2 separate regions of the Columba livia genome follow, and region 1 is linked to region 2. The links are chromatin contacts, called in public Hi-C maps. All regions are on one chromosome and are shown on one strand. Each heading gives the region's core, a stretch centred on a gene start, on an enhancer-like site or on the middle of the called end of the contact. The rest is flanking DNA. Distances are from core to core; before and after follow the strand shown. Region 1 overlaps VMP1 (vacuole membrane protein 1). Region 2 overlaps VMP1 (vacuole membrane protein 1).

Region 1 (2,700 bases), core at 189-2,688, 34 kb before region 2:
AATTATATTTTGACCCAAAATAAAAGGTTAAAATTAGACGTAGTTGTTCTTGTGCTCGTGTGGCTTTAGCTGTGCTGTGAAGGGCATGGGGGAAACCAACACTCGCTATGCAGTTTGTTTAGAGCCTTAATTGTGTTCACAGTCTAGGTGCACAGAATGATTAATAATGTGAAAATATGATTCAGATTTAATGGGATATACAGTCATTTTTCCTTATGGTAAAGACCATTCTGTTGTAAGTATTATACATATCAGCATGTTCTTAAGGATTTTAACTTCTTGATTTTTTTTTTTGGTTCCATGTGCCTGCCCTCTCTTTCTACTTGCACCGATGGATTTCTAAGCATGATTTATAGATAAAGATGATACTTTCTAGAAATTTCCTAACGCAGCATTTAAAGTAACTTATTTCTAAGATTAGCAGTGTCTGTTCTAACCGGGGTCCCTTCAGTCACTGAACAAACCTTCCTCGGGGTTGTGAAGAAAGGGATTTCCAAACTCCCCAAAATTACTGTTGCTAAAAAACTGATTTATGTGGAGTTGATCTTCATGAGCAGATCTTGTCTGGTTTGATTTGTAAATTGTACAGATACTTCGAACAAATCGCATTCCAGCCTCACCACAGGCTCCTTCTGGTCATCAGTAGGGGCGAGCAAATGCTTCTCACCCGAGTCAGCAGAACGTTTCTCAATTTCTTCTCTGTTAGCCCTCGTTAGTGCCTCCTGCAATTCAAAATTAAACCCAAAAATCACTGGAAGAGGGCGAGGGAAAGGCAGTTGGCGTTCAGGATTTTACATGCCTTGAATTTCAGTGACTCTTTCTGGTTTGGCAAGCGGCGCGTCTGCTAAATGGGCTGGTTTTAGTATTTGTTGTCTGGTACGACAGTTCTGCAAATGTCCTTTTCAAAAGCAGAGCAGCAGTTGGAGTCAAACATGGGATATATTAGAGGTTTTCCTAAAGTGTTGAAATAATCTGAGCTATTGCGGAGAGACAAAACACTGAGTATTTACTGCAGCCCCACACGGAGGAGGAGGAGAAGGAGGGTGGAGAAGGTTATTATTTGTGAAGAGGATTAAAAAACGGCATGAGAGTTAATCCTTCTGGCAAAGGGAGGAGTGTAAGGAAAATATCTGAGTGTATATTGACTGGGATTTTCCAGAGATGGCACATAAAGCTCATTCAAAGTAGGTTCCCTATTCCGTTCAGGGTTAAACCATCACTATTGCTAAATATAAAGCAGAATGGCACCTCTATGATGAAACCTCCAGCGACAATCCCACTCCTCCTCCTCCCCACCCCATTGCAACCCCGGTCCTGTTCAGCCAGCCCTTGTCTGGCGGAGCTTGGGAACTGGGGCTTTGCGAAGGCACCGAGCTCTGCGGAAGCTTTTGGGGCCGAGCTGGAACTAAAGCAGATGTGGGTGATGTTTTGCTGGGAGCCCTTGGCTATCGGAGCAGTGGCACAGCTGGGAGGACACGGGATGGTTCTGCTTCCCTTTGGCTCGCTCCGAGCTCCAATACTCCACACTTCACCACTCCCAATGAACCGTTTATGGTTTATTTTTTATTCCAGTTAAGATGTGGCTGCTGTGGGTTCCATAACTCCAACTTTTTTCCATTATAGAATTGTTTACATTGCACTGGAAGAATTATGCCCAGTTGGCCTGGTCTTGAGGTGGCTCGGCAGTTTACAGTTCTTTGTGAAACACCTCTTTTTCCATTGGCTACTTGTAACACTTTTGCAGACATTTGGTGAGACTGGGAGAGCTCTCTTAACAGGAGGCAACGTTTGGAGACCATAAAGCCATTTCAAGGATGGCAACTCTTTTGAAAGAAGCTGCTCATGCAGCAGCCTCCAGTTGGTATTTGTCATTGCACGGTCGTCTTCACACACCCCCTGTGTGCGGTTTGGGCAGAAATGCTGGTAGTTCTGTCCCTGACACCTTGGAGGGGGTTGGTGGTCTCTATAGTAGCGACTAAATTTGTCTCTTGCTATTATAAAACTGAAGCTAACAGTGTCCCGTGGCAGCTGGCCGTAGTTACGCTGTAGTGTGGCGTCTTCCAAATTTTGTGGAACCAAAAACCGTACGTCTTGATTGGCACACCGTATCTCGCTGCCTTGGCAACAGCTTCACCCTTCCTGTCAAGGGGACGTAGGAAATGGTCACTTACAACTCAAGTACGTGGGGATTTCCTCTATGCAAATTGGCCCTTCAAGATAATTTTATTGCAAATTTCTGCAGGTGAAAACCATGATTTAAGGAAGATGGCTTGGGAGACCTTGTGTGTCCCAGGGTGCTGTCAGACTGGGGACGGCGACGCAGGGATGGAATTAAGTTCCTCACTTTCAGAGTACAGTGGACAAAGAGGTTCCCGGGTTTGCCATAAATGTACTTTACAGTTTTAGGGAAGTTTCAACTCTCTCTTCACATCTGTCGTCTGAGTAAAATACACGTACATTATTTCTTGAGATGTGAAGGTGCTGGGGAGAGGGATGATCTTGCTGCAAGTACCAAACAGTTGTCCGTTGCCATTGGGGCCTGTAGAGACGTCGATAGTACGAGTTATTAGTCACTTGTTCATTCATCCGTTCCTTGTTCTACTTTCCACATCAAAATCTCTCTCGTGTATCAACTTCTGGATCTCTTCTGTTTCAGTTTTACTTCAATGAACCTTTTTTCCGAAGAGAGACTGTGCCTCA
Region 2 (2,700 bases), core at 90-2,589:
ACACTGAGGAAAATAACAGAAAGATGTAGCCCTGCTTCAGTCCTTGGGTTTGTAACGGTGTCCTGGTGTCCAGAGTGTTTTACTAAATCCTCCTGCAGTCATTTTGTAAAGAACAAAAACCCAAGTTTTAAAATGTAGGTGACTTTTTAAATGCAGAAGACCATATTAATATATTTAAATTAAAAATATGTGTCTGTTCTCTTTGGAATTCAAGTGATGTTTGTCAGCAACGGGACCTCTCCAGCTGGAGCTGGGCTGTTGGTGTCCGTGGGTCAGCCTGTGGCTGTGTGTCTGTTCTCACCGCACCCGCTCACCCCGTGGTAATTTCTCCTGCACAGCATTTAAGGCTTTGGGGTTTTAAGTGTCATGACAATTATTAAAGCTCCTTGGACCTCCTGCCAAACATCCCGGTGTGTAGAGGTTTAAATAAAAATGAGCGAGGGTGTTTCTGGCTGCGTTAGGAGCTGCCGTGAGTCCGTCCAGCGTTAACACCTCCACGCTGCAGAGTTTGTTCTCCCCAAACTGCGTCCGTGCTCTGGGGAACGTTCATGTGAGAACAAGGTGTTTACGGACGGCTTGTAGCTTTAGTGCAAGTCATCTGCCATAACCCAGGGCATGATTCAGAGCAGGGTTCATAGTTCCTTCTTTGTTCCTTTGTTAATCACTGACTGGGGGAGGCGCCTGCAGAATTTGCTCATGCATTCTTGGTGGGGAAGGATGACGCACAGATTGTCCTAATAAGGACTTAGTTTGAGAAAGGGGCCGTCTCCTCGGAGGAGATAGGGGCAAGTCATAGGGCGAGCAGTTTCTTTTTTAACGGAGGGATGACACAAGCACAAGTCATTTCCTTATTAATCGGTTCAAACCAGTTCTTACAGGAACTGCTGGTGATAAATGTGGGACTTCTCCGAAGTCATTCATTTCATTCTCAGCGCAGCCCCCGCGGCTGCTGCCAAGGAAATGCTCGGGCTCACGGCTCCGCTCTGCCGGACCAGCAGCCCTGCAGTATTTTCATTTTTAAGCACTTTTTGAGGATCTGGGGAAATACGTCCCTTGCAGAAGCATCAGATAAAAAGATGAAATACGCTTTATTTTGTGGTTGTTTTCTCCAGTAGCAATCAATGCTCTTCTGAGCTGCCTGTAGCTCAGGCTGAACTTTATTCTGTTTGGGTATAAGTGGTAAGTTTAAAAAAAAAAAACTATGTTTTTTGTGTTTTTTTTTTTTTCTCTCCTATTTTGTCTTGTTCTCTGGGATGAACTTTGCACCAGTGCTATTCCAAGTATAGGTCCTTCTCTTCAGAAGCCATTTCAAGAATATTTGGAAGCTCAGAGGATCAAACTTCACCACAGACCTGACAGTGCCGTGCCGCAGGTAAGAGCTGCTCTGCCTCGCCGCTTCAGCTGCCTTTTCGCTGAGCACCTTACCCATGGAAATCTTGGTTGTTTTTCCAAGGTTTGCAGGGAATAAATAGATTAAAACCTCATTTAAAAAAGCAACCTGGGAATTTAAAAATAATTCTGTAACTCTATGAAACTGTACTTAAACCTCTTGGAGAATAATGAAAATGATAAAGCAAGACCAAAGTCTTGCCGTTGTATCAGAGTGCCTACTTTGAGAGAGAAATTTAAGCACAAAGTTGCATTTGCATGTGAAATGGTAGCAAACTGTGTGCAGCATCAATGCTTGAGAAGCCAGTGGGGTCTGTGGCTTAGTGGCCAATAGGAGAAACAAAATCTCCAAGTCTTTAGTGTTCGAAAGGAAAAGAAATTAATGTGTAGAGCTGGTACAAAGGGGCAGAAGTGCCCTTTCATACAAATTCCTTTAAAAAACATACCTTGAATTTTCAGTGGAGACAGCAACTTGGACATGAAATTCCTTAGGGTACCGAGGCATTTTTAGATAAAATCCATTCATCTAACTCACACTTCACATTTAATACCGGAGGCTCTTATAAACGTTTCTTTGCCCGTTTCTTACCAAAAAAGAGACGAAATTAGGGAGGGTCAGGCTGGACTAACCAAATATGCAGATTCCTTCTGTGCACATTGGAGTGGGTTTTGTGCAGTGCGCTGCTGCCCTCCTTTGACAAAGAACACAAGTTCAGAGCAGCCCGGAAAACGCTGGAAGTGCCGGGGTCATCGGTGAATTCTGGTGACACCAGCAGGGTCGGACACTACCGGGAAGAGAACACGGTTTAGGAAAAAACCATTGTTAACCAGTGACCTTATTGTTTTCTTTGCAATGAACGTGACAGGGAGTGACAGTCTGAACTCTGAATTGTTAGCGCAGACGAGACAACACCAGGAGTAATAAATAAATCCCTTTGCCAGGACCCCAGTAATGATCAGGGTTCATCGTCTGCCCCGCGGTGCGTTTGGCAAACCCGGCTGCTTTGTCTTTGACGGGACTAAAATCAGCTTTTCAGAGAGAGCTGCAGGAATCCTGTCAGCTCGCACTCGGTTCCTGGTTTTAATTTGATAAATTACATAATAAGGTTGGGCTTTTCCCTTTCGCCCAGAAAATGGAGAATGCTCCATTGTCCACTAATCTTGAGTTTCTTCCTTCTTCTGTTTTGTCTCTTCAGGGGGAAAACTGGCTATCCTGGATATTTGAAAAATTGGTGATTGTCATGGTTTGTTATTTTATCTTATCTATAATCAACTCCATGGCCCAGAGCTATGCCAAGCGACAGCAACAGA

Evidence for each region. A called contact is a pair of places that touch in the nucleus more often than the background predicts.
Region 1: a Hi-C map of liver shows a contact between it and region 2, with 4 times the contacts expected there. The contact joins two enhancer-like sites. A contact is called at or near these places in 2 of 2 Hi-C or Micro-C datasets (crop and liver).

The regions. Positions count from the first base shown.
Region 1 is chr20:2,688,764-2,691,463 of bColLiv1.pat.W.v2, reverse strand. The region is part of intron 6 of VMP1 (vacuole membrane protein 1); the gene reads left to right. Among named protein-coding and RNA genes, the nearest start is that of PTRH2, 23 kb to the left of the region's middle. Within about 2 kb of position 1,438, at least 1 of the 3 cell types and tissues checked has an H3K27ac peak away from gene starts, as active enhancers do.
Region 2 is chr20:2,654,675-2,657,374 of bColLiv1.pat.W.v2, reverse strand. It overlaps VMP1 (vacuole membrane protein 1), which reads left to right. Exons shown (of 13, transcript XM_065036287.1): 12 at 1,270-1,372; 13 at 2,586-2,700. Among named protein-coding and RNA genes, the nearest start is that of TUBD1, 21 kb to the right of the region's middle. Within about 2 kb of position 1,339, at least 1 of the 3 cell types and tissues checked has an H3K27ac peak away from gene starts, as active enhancers do.